Regions from separate parts of the Manis pentadactyla genome. Here region 1 is linked to region 2. Evidence: chromatin contacts called from public Hi-C data. All regions are on one chromosome and are shown on one strand. Each heading gives the region's core, a stretch centred on a gene start, on an enhancer-like site or on the middle of the called end of the contact. The rest is flanking DNA. Distances are from core to core; before and after follow the strand shown.

What was found. A called contact is a pair of places that touch in the nucleus more often than the background predicts.
Region 1: a Hi-C map of fibroblasts shows a contact between it and region 2, with 4 times the contacts expected there. The contact joins the promoter of IPO13 here to the promoter of PTPRF in region 2. A contact is called at or near these places in 3 of 3 Hi-C or Micro-C datasets (blood, fibroblasts and skin fibroblasts).

Annotation. Positions count from the first base shown.
Region 1 is chr4:34,396,445-34,399,811 of mManPen7.hap1, reverse strand. It overlaps IPO13 (importin 13), which reads right to left and starts at 1,869. Exons shown (of 20, transcript XM_036892842.2): 1 at 1,100-1,869. The coding sequence starts at 1,183.
Region 2 is chr4:34,044,087-34,047,251 of mManPen7.hap1, reverse strand. PTPRF (protein tyrosine phosphatase receptor type F) reads right to left here and starts at 1,793. Exons shown (of 33, transcript XM_057500126.1): 1 at 1,595-1,793.

The DNA.
Region 1 (3,367 bases), core at 620-3,119, 350 kb before region 2:
TGCCTAGCCTGGAGCTTTCAACTATCCAAATCCCCAGGGTCCCAATTCCACTGGGACCTCACAGTAGAAAACAGCAGTTTATCTCCCTGGAAGCACCAGGAACAGTGTGCCACCATGCCAACACTGCCCAGCCCCAAGGGATGGATGAAGGAGAACAGGACTCTGACCCCCAAAGCAGGCTCCATCCGAGTAGGCTTAGCTCTACCTGTACCCCTGACAACCAGTTATAGCCACTGTCCCTTGTTTGGCCCCTCAGGGAAGAGAAGCAAAAGGGATGCATCTTCACCATTGGGTATGACAAACAGGGCTCAAGAATAACAAATGAATATCTGCAACCGCAAGAAAGGGTGCCCCATTTCCCCACTCATCCCAGGTAGGGGTAATGTCTGTCTGCAGTCCAGGCCTCTGGGAAGAGAGCCCAGGAAAAAACCAGACACGCAGTTAAAAAAAGGCAGACCAGGCAATGGGGGGAGCCTGGGAGGGCCATGGCAGGAAGCTATGGGGCAGGTGAGTAGGGAAGGACCCTGAGGCTGCCAGCAGGACCAAACCCCTTGGATCCAGCACAGAACAAAAGGGGCCAGCCCTACTCCTGCCTGCCAGGAGTGGTCTGGCCTCCATCCAATAAAAGAAGGACTCCCATTCCAAGGAAGAGAGAAAATATAACCCAGATTGTTTTATTGCAATTTGTTCTCTGAGACTCTGGCTCAACAAAACAGGTCCAGGATGGTTCAGCATCACTATGGCTCCTGGGGACTGAGTAGGTCTCCTGGATTCCTGGTTTCTTACTGCGCTGCTCATGCAGTTCCCTTGGTGCTGGAGAATAGCCAGTCTGGCTGGAGGTCTAAGCCATCAGCACCCTGGAGGGGCCATCCCAAGACTTTTAGAGTATATACAGACGACCAAGGTCTAAGGAAGTCCAGAAATAGCCCATTAGGACAACCTTAACACTGCTGTTCTGCCTTCCCAGAGAGACAGCAAATGCCAGGTGCTCTGGGGGCACCATCCCAGCAGGCACCCAGCCCAGGCCTAGGCTCTGGCATGTGTCAGTTCCCAGAACTTCTGCTCTGTCACTGGAGTACCCACCCCAGGGCCCTCATACCTTCTCCACGTTCTCCACAGTGAAGTCCAAGGCTGGTGCTGCTCCAGCCCCTGCAGCCCCCGGCTGCTCCTCCCGCCGCTCCATCTTTGCTCCCTCCCCAGCAGGGAGGTGGACCCTGACCTGTCTCCTGCCCCAGCTCCTCCACTGCTGGCCCCCTGCTAGACCCCGGCTTGAGTGCCCAGGGAGTGGTGGGGTGACAGGGGGCCCTGGGCAGGCATGGCTGCCGACGCCTCCCCACCTCGGTTGGGGGGTGGGGGGGACTTGACAGAGACCAAAAGGTGTTCTCTTAGGAGACCCACTGAGGGGGACTCCGAGGAGGAAGTCGTCAGCGAGGAATTCGCAGGCCGGGGTCCTAGTGATAGGTCACGGCACAGTCCCCAGAATCAATGAGGGAGTCATAGGGGAGGGAGACTTGCGGGGAAAACCGAGCCCCAAGCCCTTGAGAGGTCACAGGGTCGATGGCCTGTACCCACAACACCCTTGTCTGAATGAGCTCTCGGGTCCTAAGAGGAGGTCACAGGGGTGGGGGAGTCACGGGGGCGAGAGCCCTTCGCGGTTACGGAGGTGTCCAACGAAGCGCGGGGGTGCAGCTTCACGAGTCTGGGGCGAGGAGTCCGTAGAGTTGAGGGGCTGTGGCAGGTCCCCTCCGCACGGCCTGGCCCGCGATCCTCTCACAGCCTAGCTCTGGCCCTGCTACCGCCGCTGCCTCCGCCCCAGTGACTGACAGGCGAACCGGCCCGGTCCCGACCGGGAGGGGACCTCAGCCAGTTGTGGGCTGCCCCGAGCGCCTGTCCCCGGCACCTCTAACTCCCGTCCCCCGCCCCCTGCCCTGGCCTGGTCCGGCACAGCCCGGCACTGCCCAGCGGAACTAAGCGGAAACTCATTCCGGGTCCCTGGCCCTTTCCTCGCGCCAGCCTGCGCGTCCCCGAGCAGGCAACGGAGCGGCGCGCCGCTCGAGGCCCCTGTCAAGCAAAGGCCCCGCCGCTATACACCCTGGGAAATGCAGTCCATATTGGGCCTAGCAGGAGGGCGGCGCCTTGCGGCGGAGTCTGGGAGCACGTGGGCTGGGGACCCGCGGAACCAGGCTAACTCCAGGCTTGCCGCTACCGTCGGGCATCCGGGTCAGACCGGCGGGAGGCGCTGCGGAGCACCTTCCTGGAAGAATGCTACTCAAGGGGCCGGTGGATGCAGCTGGGAACCCAAGCTGGAGGGTAAGGTGTGTGTTGAGGGGTAGGCGGGAAGAGACAGGTCACCCCGGTGCTCTGCTCGGGGAGCATCCTGGGGCCCAGGAAAGGGGTCGTCTAGGAAGGAGTTAGCATTACCCTGAGAAGAAAGGGGGCTTGGCGCCCCTCGGGAATAAAAAAGGACGGCTCTCGGGACCACCCAGTGAGCAACCAGGAAGCCACATACCATGGACAGTGCTCGGGGACTTTCCTAAGGTTTTTGGAAGCAACTCCTCTTTATGAGTGATTAGAACAAGAATAGCTCACGTTTAAGCGCTAGGAATAATACTTTGTATGCCTGAGGTCCAATTCTCTTAACGACTCTGAGGTATTTTTTCTTCAGATGGTCGTTTTGTCCCTGAACACACAGCTAGGGTAACACAGACCAGCCGCAGATCTGGTCGGCCACAAACCCCAGCAGTGCCTACCCATAACCTCTCATTTGTCTTGCCATCTATGCCAGAAGGGAAAGAAAAGAATCAAAAAGGAAAAGGACCTCTGTTTTTGTGTTCAGTGGAGAAAGCTGGCTCTGGCTTTCTCAAGCCACTGAGGCCTGAGAAGGGGGATGCAGGCTTCCGTGAGGAGGAGAAGCTTTATCTGAGCTTGAGGAATAGAGGCTGGAGAGGAGGGGGCTTGATTAGCTGTTAAGCTAATTCCATTGGGAATCTAGTCATCCAACAAATCTTTATCAGAAAGTGTTTCAAGTACGACTAGTAGTTTTTGTTCAGTTTAAGGGCATATATGTGGGGTGAGGAAGGGAGAGGGATGAGTAACGAAGATGAGGTTGGAAAGACAAGTGGGAGCAGTAGACTCTTGAAGGAGTTTAGACTTTATCCTAAGTGTAATGTGAAAACTTGTGGGGTTCCAAGTGGGCAATGAGAATTGGATTTGCATTTTAGAAAAATCCGTCAGTTGTGTAAATTGAAAGACGAAAGAGTAGAGGCAGGGGAGATTAAGAAGGAGGAAACAGGAGGCCCCAGATAAAGTACTGAGTCTAGATCTGTGCCTAGGGATGTGGAATGCCCTGGCTCCGATGCTGACTGGA
Region 2 (3,165 bases), core at 544-3,043:
GGGCCAAGTATAGAATTTCCAGTCAAAACCCTCCTCTGGATCCCATCAGATCCCTAGTGCCTCCCAAAGGATCCCTCACCATTGAGGATCCCCCTGGAAGCACCACCCCTGGATCCTTTTCCAGGTCTCCCACCCTAATGCACTTTCCTGGATTCACTGGTCAGATCCCTCACCAGGTCACACTGGATCCCTGCCCTTGTCTGTTCAGGAGCCAAAGTGGAGCCTTCATGGCCAACACTCAGCAGTCCAGTCCAGTCCAGTCCAGTTCAGTCCAGTCCAGCCTCCCAGGCTCTGCCTTGCTACCCACAGAGGAATCCAGAGTCCCCTCATGCTGGCAGCCTCCCAGCCATTTCACAGCTCAGGCAGGTACAGGGGCCCCAGCCCCCCAACCTGCTCCTACTTGGGGTGGGGGCTGCACTGGGGGGATGTTGAAATGGGGAAAAAGACTTGTCCCTCCCCCACCCTGAGGTGGAAGAACCAGAGAGGCAGCATTCCACAGAAATGGGGAGGGGGCCTAGCAGAGGTGGGGAGAGGGCCTAGCAGAGGTGGGGAGACAGACCCACCAAGAAACCGGGAGAGACAGAACAGAGAGACTCCAAGAGGGCGACTCAGAGATGGGGGAGGGCGCACAGAGTCCTGGGAGGGAGAGCAGAGAGGCCCAGGGAGGGAGGACACAGAGACCCGGGGAGAGAGGCACAGCTGGAGAGACCCTGGGACTGCGGGGGGAGGGGGGTGAGACTGGGAGACAGTGGCACAGGGACAGAGATGCAGAGACACCGAAGGGCATAGAGAACGGGCCGCAGAGGGGGACAGAAAGAAGCCGCGACAGAAACGTGGGCAAAGCGATGAGGACCGGGACACACCGCGACGGGACGGGACGCGGGGCGGCGACTGAGTGAACTTTCCGGAGCGGGTCTGAGTGGCCACGTCCTCACGGGACAGGTCGCTCCAGGGCCTTCAGGTCGTTGCACCCGCGTGGGGGCGGGCACAGCCCCCCCCGGCCCCTCCCCAGCCCGTGCTGGCCACTGAGGAGGGTGGGGGCTCCAAACTAGCGCCCGGCGCTCCCCGGGACCGCACGTGCGCCGGGGCCGCGAGCAGGACGGGGGCGCGGCGGCTGCGGATCCCCTGCCGGCTGGGAGGGGGCGCCTGTGCGGCAGGGGCGGGGGCGCGGCCTGGACCCGCCCGGGGCTGGGGTGGTGGTGGGAGGTTGAGGCCGCCCCCGGAGCGCGTCCGCGCAGGTAGGGAGGGGCATGGGGACTGGGAGCGCACGTGCAAAGGGGCAACTTTGCACTGGGGGGGCGGAGGCTGCGGCTCAGGTGCGGCGGAGGAGGGGGGCGGCGGAGGAGCGGGGCGGCGAGGGGCGAGCCAGCCGGCGGTGGGGGTGGGGGGCGCGTCTGCCGCGGGGCGAGCGCGGGGAGGAGCCGCCTGGCTCCAGGGGTGGGGGGCTCAGCCGTGGCTGCGGGCGCGGCAGGTGGGGGCGCGGCCCGGCCTAAGCGGCGCCTCCAGCCCCGCTCAGTGGACGCGGGGAGAGGGCGGGGGGGGTGGGGGAAGGAAGGGACGCGGAGCGGGCTGGGGGAGCCCGGGGATCACTCACCGCTCATCCAGGGGCCGTCGGTCCGCATTTCCCCCCCGGGCCGCTGGGGCCACTGCTCCCGCTCCTCTTCTGCCGCCGCCGCCGCCGCTACCGTGTCCCAGTCCCGCCACCGCCACCCGAGCTGAAGCTGGAGCCCGGGCCGGAGCCGCCGCCTCTGCTTCTGCCTCCGCCGCCGCCGCCGCCGCCGCCACCGCTCCCGTCGCTCCCGCGCCAGCTCCAGCCGCGCGCTCGCGCCCCTGCCCCTGCCGTGCGCGTCCCCGGCGCCGCCCCTCCCCTCGTGCACTCTCGCTTGTAAAGCTGCGGAGCCTGTGCAGGCCCAGCAAGGCCACAATCCAACCACGAGTCCAAGCCGGCTGGAACTCTGAACCAGAACCTCAGTAATGATCAGGGACAGAGCCAGACTCCTATAGGAAGTCTTTTCCTGTTAGTGGCTCCCAGCCTTGATATGAACCTGATACTACTCTGGGACCCCGTTTCCTCCCCTACAAACCTGGACCTGATAATTGAGCTCAGGCCCACCCTCAAACTCAACATTGAGTCCAGACCCCTACATCTGCCAAGAAATTGGCACAAATAGTCATTTTAATCTGAACCCTATATTGACCCCCAAATACCAATTCTGACTTAAGCCCCTTTATAATCTTGTGATAGTAGCACGACTACCACCAACCCTGGTCCTTAAATGGACCCTAGTACCAATGCTGAGCTCTAGATCCCAGGTGAACCTTAAAGTCCAATAGCTACCTTGCTATGGACCCAGTAGTCCCTCTTCTGAATCCCAAACCTTAAATAAAATTCCCAGATCAGGACCAACACTTGCTGAATTAGGAACCTCAATTCCAGAATTGGGACTGGGTCACCAGAAAAGGAGCCTAACACAGATATTCAAACCCCACCTATGGGGCCATTAGGACCTCCAACTCCAATCATATAAATCTTAGAACCCAAGATTAATGACCCTGGCTTTGCAGAAACTCCATACAAATCCCTTTGATCCCCACACTTAACCTCTACTTCTCTGACCTGCTGTCCATCCCAAGCAGAGGCTGACCAACACCACCAATATTTATATTAATTTCAACTGTGAGCCTGAATCAAGTCTTGAATTGGCCCCTGAGTTCAAGACTTTATAATGTCCCCCAAACCTAGTATGAAACTGCTCTTGAGTTTCTGACTCCTCATACCCAACTCCAATACTGACCTTTTAAACTTCTGGGCTAAACCAGTAATTCACCTGAAGATTTATTCCAACTCCCGGCTGAGGGAAGTGGTCAGTTCCAAACCCAGAACTACACCTTAGCACCAAAGCCCAGACCCACCCTCCCAGTCCATGCCAGGATCACTTAAGAGTCAGCCACACCAACTATCTCATTTTGGGAAGGATGGGAACCTCCCCCTACTGCTTGAGGCCAGTTGAGGACCCCTGTGGGGTCTCTGATCTCTTGAGTCTCTCTGATACCTCTGTTGAGTTTGGGGGTCAGGTGAGAAATAAACTTTGGGGATTGTTGAGACACTGGATTCAGGGAGCATCATGGTAATGTTCAGGAGGTGGGATCTAGGGATCTAGGCTG